Regions from separate parts of the Mus musculus genome. Here region 1 is linked to region 2. A link is a contact called in public Hi-C data. All regions are on one chromosome and are shown on one strand. The core of a region is the stretch at or near the end of the contact, and the rest is flanking DNA. Distances in the headings are between cores, read along the strand shown.

The links. A called contact is a pair of places that touch in the nucleus more often than the background predicts.
Region 1: a contact with region 2 is called in a Hi-C map of CD8 T cells, with 1.7 times the contacts expected there. The contact joins two enhancer-like sites. A contact is called at or near these places in 4 of 484 Hi-C or Micro-C datasets (CD8 T cells, the N1E-115 cell line, nephron progenitors and 1 more) and 4 of 115 datasets of contacts at active chromatin or transcription factors (CD8 T cells, hepatocytes, memory CD8 T cells and 1 more).

What each region holds. Positions count from the first base shown.
Region 1 is chr12:17,503,887-17,508,579 of GRCm38.p6, reverse strand. No RefSeq gene overlaps it. Among named protein-coding and RNA genes, the nearest start is that of Odc1, 39 kb to the left of the region's middle. Within about 2 kb of position 1,414, at least 107 of the 459 cell types and tissues checked have an H3K27ac peak or open chromatin away from gene starts, as enhancers often do. A contact at or near this core is called in CD8 T cells, memory CD8 T cells and regulatory T cells, where this site is marked.
Region 2 is chr12:17,375,583-17,379,865 of GRCm38.p6, reverse strand. It overlaps Nol10 (nucleolar protein 10), which reads right to left. Exons shown (of 21, transcript NM_001008421.1): 13 at 566-618. Among named protein-coding and RNA genes, the nearest start is that of Mir3066, 22 kb to the right of the region's middle. Within about 2 kb of position 2,590, at least 26 of the 459 cell types and tissues checked have an H3K27ac peak or open chromatin away from gene starts, as enhancers often do. A contact at or near this core is called in CD8 T cells, memory CD8 T cells and regulatory T cells, where this site is marked.

The sequences.
Region 1 (4,693 bases), core at 165-2,664, 130 kb before region 2:
CTGGGAGTGGTGTTGCTTTGCGGGCGGGCAGATGAAAACCCTTGGAAGCTAGAGCGCAGTGATGGCTGCAGGCACTAGAGCCTACAGGAATGACATACTGAAGGAGTGCTTTCGTGGACTGTGAACTCTATTTCAACTAAAAACAGGAAAGATAGGGTCGAAGAGACAGCACAACACTGAAGAACATTACTGTTCCTCATGGGGCCCAAGTTTGACTCCCCACATCCACACTGGGCAGCTCAGAACTGTAATCCACCTCCAGGGGACCCCACTCTTCTTCCAGTCTCAGGGGCACCTGCGCTCACAGGGGCTGCAATTCACGCACAGAGACGCATGCGCTCATACAATTGAAAATAAAACAAACCTATTCTTTCTGTTCATTTTTCTTTTTCTTTTCTTTTTTCTTTCTTTTTGGTGTTTCGAGACAGCATTTCTCTGGGTATCCCAGGTTGTCCTGGAACTCACTGTGTAGACCAAGTTTAGAGATTTACCTGCCTCTAAGTGCCATCACTACTCAGCAAAAAAAATAATAAAATAAATAAAATAAAATAACATAAGTCGTTTTAAAAAAAAAGCGGGGGAAAATGTAGCTGTGGGCTTGTGTTCTTATGTTTACAAGCCAGAAGTTAGCTGCCAGCCTTGTGGATCTGCAGGTATCTGGCAAGCCTCGTAGGTAATGGAACCTCCTTAGAATTCTCCTCGCGTGAGCATCTTCCACAAGAGTGCTGTCTACTCAGTGTGAATTCCAGAGCACTGAAGTGCTTAATAAAGCAGGGGCCGAGCATCTGCCCAGGAGACCTGAGACAGAGGGCGGACTCAACCCAGATGATCAGAGAGGGCCCTTTGCATCCCCTAAGCTACCAGCTTAGGACTGGAACCAAGACCCTCTCTGGATGCACAGTAAGCAGGCAGGGGCTCTGCCAAGTCCTCACTGATCTGGCCAGTCAAACATTCCCCGCAAGCCCTGAGTCTTGGGTTGTCTTCTGTGTGCTGATCCCTTTAGCCACAGGAAGAAGGCATCTCATCCCAGGAAATGACTGTGGGTCACGGAACATCTGTCCTGGGAAGACAAGGCCATACTCAAATGACAACTAAAGAACAAGAACCGGCCCTGGGTGGAAATCCCCAGTCACACTTTCAGGACCATCTATTCTTCCTGCGTCACCTCCTGAAGCACCTGCCTCAGCAGCTCAGCCCTTCATTCCCCACTGGCTGGCGATTGACGCAACCCGAGGGGTGACGCTGGGGCCGGGACTGGTCTCATCGGAAGCAGCAGGCTTTCAAGTCACATCCTGGAAAAAGGGGAAAACCCCAAGGCAGATGCTGATTACTTAAGAGGATTTATAAACTGTCCCTTTGATTCACTGAAACTGTCCGGGGAGCCAGCCAGGCTGAGCGAGCTGTGTTTGCTTTTGCAGTGTGAGCTCCAGCAATACGTGGAACTCTGCCCATCCTAGGGGAAGCCTGTGAGTCGGTGACAAGCTGTGACCCAACAAAGATCATTCCAGGCTTCACAACTTACAGACTGTTATCATCAGAGTCATGGAAGTTGACCTTTGGCACACAAGATTTCCCTAGAGGATATACAATCACTCCCAAGAAAGGAGTCCGAATGTGCTGCGTCCATTTCACTGATGGGGAAGCTGAGGCTTTCAGAAGTTAGATGCCTTCTTCAAATACATTAACTCAGGGATAATGGGACTGACATTAGACCCCAGGTGGCTTGTCTCTGGACAGGACAAACTGGTTGGTATTCCTGGAGAAGGGTGGGCTAGTGGCAGATGGTCAGGACCTGCTCTACTCCAGCCTCTGGGTAGAACCCCAATGAATAAACTCTGCCCCTAAATGGCAAGTCATAGAAATGGACCCCAAAGCCTCTTTGGGAAGTCAGGACTGGGTCCAGATGAGTCCAACTCAGACCCTAAATGGAACAGCAACTCCAAGGATGAGACCAGCCAGGTTAGGAGCCACAGCAGGTTCATAAATATTTCAGATGGGCTACAGGGCAGGAAGTGGGGGTGGTGACACTGTACCCAGGAACAGTGACACTGGCACCCACTTTGATTCCATATGCATCTCGACAGCTACTGCTGTGTAACAAGGGCCCCAGTGCCCACTGCATGCTGGACACTAACAGATGAACTTTGCTCCTGCAGCCTTCCCTACTTCCATTTCCTTCTAAGTACAGAGTAAGGTGGAGCTTCCATGTGTGGGCCCCAAGATCAGTCTTGCTGTAGGAGAGAGCATGTGTATGATAGCCACCGGCAAAATATCTCCCTGCCCACACCCTTCTTCCTCTAATCAGCCTTGGTCACCTGACCTGGATGTGGCTGTAGGGAGCAGAGATAGGGACAGTGTGGCCTCTGGTCCTGTCAGACACAGGGACAGCTGTGTCTTTCCCTGCCAGCTGGCATGCTGAGATCTAAAGGCACAGACCACACACTCTCAGCAGTGATTAACGAAGGAATCGATTGATCTTGGACTTTGGAACACAGAGCTGAGAAAAGAACTGGGAAGCAGCTTCTGAGATGTCCCAAGCAGCCCTCAGATGCAGAGGCTCCATTAGAGGTGGGGAGAGTTGTCTCACGTCAGTGAGTGCAGCAGAGGAGGTCCTGGGCTCACACTGCACATTCCTCACACCTGCACTCTGCAGATTTGCATGCCCTGAAGCCACCACCCACTGAAGACACTGATGCTGTCCTACTTTCCTAGCTGCCTCTGAAACTTTTCTTGTTTTACCCTGCCTGGAGCTACCCTGGGCCCTAGGTAACCACAGATGTACTTCCTCTTGCCTTAGGTTAGCTCAGCTTTTAAGAACTTTGTAAAAGTGGGACCACCGTCTACTGTGCAAGGCTGCTTTCAGTCAGCATGACAATACTGAGATTCATCCTTATTGGGCAGACTCATTTACATTTCCTTTCTCTAGCACCTTCTCTTTCTTCCTGCCTTCCCACTTCCTGGTCCTTCCATCTTTTTCTTTCTTTCTTTCTTTCTTTCTTTCTTTCTTTCTTTCTTTCTTTCTTTCTTTCTTTCTTTCTTTCTTTCTTTCTTTCCTAAGCACGGTCCTTTTAGACCACTTTGGTACAGTGTATTTATCCATTCATTTGGATACCTTGTGGACACCTGGGTTATTTCTAGTGTAGTCTGTTACAGAGAAAGCTGCTGGGAGCATTCAGCATGTATGTCTTCCCATGGACAAAGCTGTCCTTCATCTTGGGCACATAACCAGGTGTGAAGTATCTTTATTCCCCCTTCAGTTCCTGCAAACCATTCTAACCAGGAGTCAAGGGAAGGTCTATCACTATCTACCCACTCCAGTCCTGATACATTCCTTACATCACTGTGCCCTAACACCAGCCCTGACTCAAGCCTTGGCCCATGGTGCAGTGTAGTGCCTGGCTTCTGGGCTCGCCATTCTCTTCAGACAAAAGACAGACTTTCTGAACCATGAATGTCCACCTTCAGGAGCCTTTAGTGCTCTTTCTTGGCTTTCCAGAAAACACCCAGCTGTGCAGGGTGATGTTTACGACCTCCTGACACCTACAGGGTTTTGTCAATCAAGTATCTTTTTTTTTCTAATTTTTTATTAGGTACTTTCTTCATTTACATTTCAAATGCTATCCTAAAATTTCCCCATACCCTCCCCCCTCTCCTACCCACCCACTCCCACTTCTTGGCCCCGGTGTTCCCCTGTACTGGGGCATATAAAGTTTGCAAGACCAAGGGGCCTCTCTTCCCAATGATGGCCAACTAGGCCATCTTCTGCTACATATGCAGCTAGAGACACGAGCTCTGGGGGTACTGGTTAGTTTATATTGTTGTTCCACCTATAGAGTTGCAGACCCCTTTAGCTCCTTGGGTACTTTCTCTAGCTCCTCCACTGAGGGCCCTGTGTTCCATCCAATAGCTGACTGTGAGCATCCACTTCTGTGTTTGCCAGGCACCAGTGTAGCCTCACAAGAGACAGATATATCAGGGTACTTTCAGCAAAATCTTGCTAGTGTATGCAATGGTGTCAGCGTTTGGAGGCTGATTATGAGATGGATCCCTGGATATGGCAGTCTCTAGATGGTCCATCCTTTCATTTCAGCTCCAAACTCTGTAACTCCTTCCATGAGTGTTTTGTTCCCAATTCTAAGAAGGGGCAAAGTGTCCACACTTTGGTCTTCGTTCTTCTTGAGTTTCATGTGTTTTGCAAGTTGTATCTTGGGTGTTCTAAGTTTCGGGGCTAATGTCCACTTATCAGTGAGTACATATTGTGTGAGTTCCTTTGTGATTGGGTGACTTCACTCAGGATGATACACTCCAGATCCATCCATTTGCCTAGGAATTTCATAAATTCATTGTTTTTAATAGCTGAGTAGTACTCCATTGTGTAAATGTACCACATTGTCTGTATCCATTCCTCTGTTGAGGGACATCTGGGTTCTTTCCAGCTTCTGGCTATTATAAATAAGGCTGCTATGAACATATCAGAGCATGTGTCCTTATTACCGGTTGGGACATCTTCTGGATATATGCCCAGGAGAGGTATTGCAGGATCCTCCAGTAGTACTATGTCCAATTTTCTGAGGAACCGCCAGACTCCAGATTTCCAGAGTGGTTGTACAAGCTTGCAATCCCACCAACAATGGAGGAGTGTTCCTCTTTCTCCACATCCTTGCCAGCATCTGCTGTCACCTAAATTTTTGAT
Region 2 (4,283 bases), core at 1,341-3,840:
CTAAAACATGCAAACTATAGTGAGGTAACTAGAAGAACACTAAACCAGCAAGCTCTTAACCTGTGGGTCTCAGCTCCTTTGGGAGTTGAACAACCTTTTCACAGGGGTCGAATATCAGATATTTACATTACATAAATATCAGATATTTGTTTGTATTACGATAACAGTACCAAAATTATAGTTATGAAGTAGTAACAAAAATAGCTTTATGGATGGGGATCACAACATGAGGAACTGTATTAAAGGGTCGCAGCATTAGGAAGGTTGAGAATCACTGTTCTAGACTCTTAGTTTTGATTTAGATTTCTGCTTAGTTGATAGTTTTAAGTTCTAGATTCTGAAATATTTCCCAGCAAAACAAACAACAAAGCATATCTGAAGATTACTAGATTTCAAGCCTATGCTAAACAGCACAAACATTTGGCCAACATAATACTGAGACATTACTCTACTGGGCCACAGAACACACTGTATCCACAGTGAATCTACAGTGCAGCAAAGCTACACAGAGCCCAAGGGCTGTCAACACTACCAGTTCAAACACAAAAACTTGCTGTGCTCTTACCGGAATGTAGTAAATGCCCATCTTGGGGGATTCATTGGCAGTAAGAAGCATTCCTAAAAATAAATACAATGAACAAATTAAACAAGTGGTGAGAAGTACTCATTTCTACAAAATGTAAAATGCTTGAGTTGCCCTTTCGCCAGTCTTGCCTTTTAGGCAAGAGACCTCAGTTGTGGGAGCTGCTATCCCTGTCTGTGAACTACCCAGGCTTGATGAGCTAAAGCCATGAGCAGGCTCCGGAGAGGCACTCAGCTCTATACTAGGTCTGGGGAGTTTCCAGCTTCATATGTATGTACAGTATGAGAATAATAATGGAGAGAAAGGCTCCCCTCCTGGAATCAGGAGTCAAGGAACCAAAAGGTCCAGCACCAGAATTTCTGCATTAAACTTCACAGCAGACTGCAGACTGAAATGATTATAGGAGTGTAATATAGAACTTACCTCAAAAGACCCACATATCAGGGTCAAAGAGATGGTTCAGTGGCTAAAAGCACTTATTGCTCTTGTGAGGAGCCAGGTTCAGTTCCTGGCACACACCTGATGGTTCACAATGATCTGTACATGTTGTGCACATAGATACATTTTGGCAAAACATTCACACACATAAAATATTTTTAAGACCCATATGTCACTAAACAGCCCTTAGAATGCCATGATCATTTTAGGGAGTTTTAAAAGAATGAACCACTAGAGAAATTAATTTTAGTTAACTATAGTTTTCTAAAGTTTTCTGAAGCACCTTCAAGGTGGCAAGATATTCTACAGCCAACCCTCTCATGACTACACACAATATCAGTTGACATCTCCCCAACCCTTTACAGGTAATTCAGGATCCTTTATAAGCTTGTACATGATCTCAGCAAGCAAGGCACCCTTCAAAATAAACTCACCAGCCCCATATAATTTGGAGAATAAAAATTCCACTCAAAACAGAAAAGGCTTCTTATGTTATCAAATAAACCATTAAGTAGTCTAAATACCACCCAACAAAATGAAAAAAGAATTCCACCGTCTACATGGGATCTACTGGCTCACCTTCTTGATGCTTCTAACATAATGTCAAACAAACAGCAAAGGTGATTCCAAGAATAGCACAAAGGCCACTTAACTTAAGACCATGGAGTTAACGGAGGCATTTTTTCTAATAAGCAGTAGTGGTTTTTGAGGACGCTGGCAGCGTTACGAACAGCAGTTCTACTAAGTTTCTCAAGATGCTACTGCTTATTGTTCTTAAGAGAAAACTTTTCAGAGAAGGAAAACAGCCCAGCAACTAGAGTCCAAGGCACTCTCCTCCAGTGTCAGTGGTGACAGATCTGATAAAGCAGTGCCCTCCTCAGACACATGTCTGAATCAGAACTCATCTGGGTGTATGTCATAGAAAGGCTCACCAACACTCAAAACACAAAACCAGAAACAGTGTTTATGGCAGGTCTGCTGGGGGGGCGGGGAGGGGGGGAGCTCCCTGAACCATCTGCAATCCGCTACCAAGCTGGGTGATAAAAGCACAGAAAGGAAGGAACTTAAAGCTTGTAGGCAGCAGCTCAACACAGCAGTGTCAAGAAAGGACAGAACAAAACCACAGGCAGCGTTACACTTCGCTAGGTATTCATCTTGACTGTAATGTACAAAAGAATCAATCACAGGGATGAAAAGGAAGGCTATAGGCAGGTGGCTGGCCAACCATGTTTGAAAAGCACCACACTAAAACACACAGCTTCAACAGCACTCTCAATGGCTCAAGGCAGACATTCTGGGAAGAGGGGCAGCAGGGACACATGTGTCTCATCTTCAGCTTCTCACTGACATGTGAAGACTCCACTTTGTGAGTGCTATGTGCAAATGCCCCATGGTTGTTCCTCATGCCACCCTGTGGGAGGATGCTGACAGGGACAAGAGCTATGACATTTTCCACAGTCCTGCTGGTCTCTTACAGCTCTCTCTTGGTGGGTGAGAAAGCTGAGGGTCATAATGGGCATAATTAAGCCTGAAGCAGGTCTTTCTTAAGTCCAAAGCCCACCTTCTTCCCTTCTGCCAATGGCTCTGGACCTCTGGACCTGCTTTAACAGGCTGGGGTGGGACTCACACATGTGTCATCTTTACATGCTTCCTGTGTCGTCACACCATGCACACTGGGTCCCAGAGCTGTGCTGCCTCTGGCAGTGCCCTGACCTGCAGAATGGCTGGCTGCTCCATGTAAGAAACTGTGCCACGTAAGCAGTCAGGTAAGGGCCAGGAAGGCAAAATCATTTCTCAATATTCTGAGCTGCCTTGCAAGTACAAAGAAACTATTACTAAACATGTGCCATGATTAGGTCTGAATTATTCCAAAACTGAGTGTGTGGAAAAGAATGAGGTTTTACCTTCTCTAAACTATGGTTAAGCACACAGTGATGAAGACAAAGCACAGAGTGGAGGGAAGATGGGTACGGTAAAGCCGGTGCAGAGCACAACCTCTGAGCACAGCAAGGAGCCCAAGCCAACCTGCGAGGGCAGCACACACTGTCTTGCGAAACAATTATTGGCCTGCCTGGTGTACTTCTCTAAGTCATTTGACAGAAAAAGCCATTCCTTGTCCAAACTACACATGGTAAAAGATTCCTGAACACACTGAACCAACTTTACCCTCCCCACACGGATGATCTGCTGGAATGATAATTGGCATGCAGAGCCTGCAGCTTGGCTCACACGGATGATCTGCTGGAATGATACTTGGCATGCAGAGCCTGCAGCTTGGCTTGAGGTGCCTTCATGATTTTTTTCCCCAAAATACAAGGCTTCTCTGTGTAGCCATGGCTGTCCTAGAATTAGGTCTGTAGACCAGGCTGGCCTCAAATTCAAGAGATTTACTGACCTCTATAAAAGTAATTTTTATTTTCCTGGTTTAATTGTCATCTTGGAGGCTGATTGCCTCCATGTGCTAACCTAGGCCTAGTCCTGGAAGCTTCTAATCTAGACCTAGAATGTTTCAGCCTCTGAGACTTACTGCTGAATAAGCTCACCCTTTCTAGTTCCTTCTGATCTCTGGCTGGCTGGTCCTATTCAGCTGTTCTGGCTCAACTCCTCTTCAAGCTGACTGATTCAAGCTAGCTTCTCTCAGTTTCTTAATAAATTGCCCTGCTTGGCCTCGTCTCACTTTGGCCATATGTTCTAATCTTCTGATTCTCTCTGCAACCTATCTCTTTATTACTGTCCTGGTAAAACTGCCTGCCTTCTCTCTCTGCACTCTCTCTTAAGTAGCTTCCCTTTCCTCCTTCTTCTCATAAGAGTTGGGCATATTCTGTTCTATCAAATCTTTCTCTGATTCATCACTTGTCTGCCAATCAATAAGACATCACTTTCAACTGTGGGTGCTTCCTTCTACAAACTAGCTTTACCTTCATTGTTTAGGATTAAAGGTGTGTGCTAAGGCATTCCAGCCAAGAGGATTAAAGGTGTGTGCTAAAGAGCTAAGCCACATGACCACTAGAAAAAGGTTTTTTCAGTAAATATCACACTCTCAGGGTTCACAGTGTGATCACACATTCTGCTACATACCTCTGCCCCCAAGTGCTGGGATTAAGGTACGTGCCACCACACCTGGCTTGTCCATAAACCTAAACACATTTCATCAAGCAGGGAGACCTTACTGAATTCTAGCAAGTTGGGGGACCTCACTACTAAATTCAGGCAACCCTTCACTGCTACTTTAGGTTCAGCACGGGATAGAAAACACGCTAAG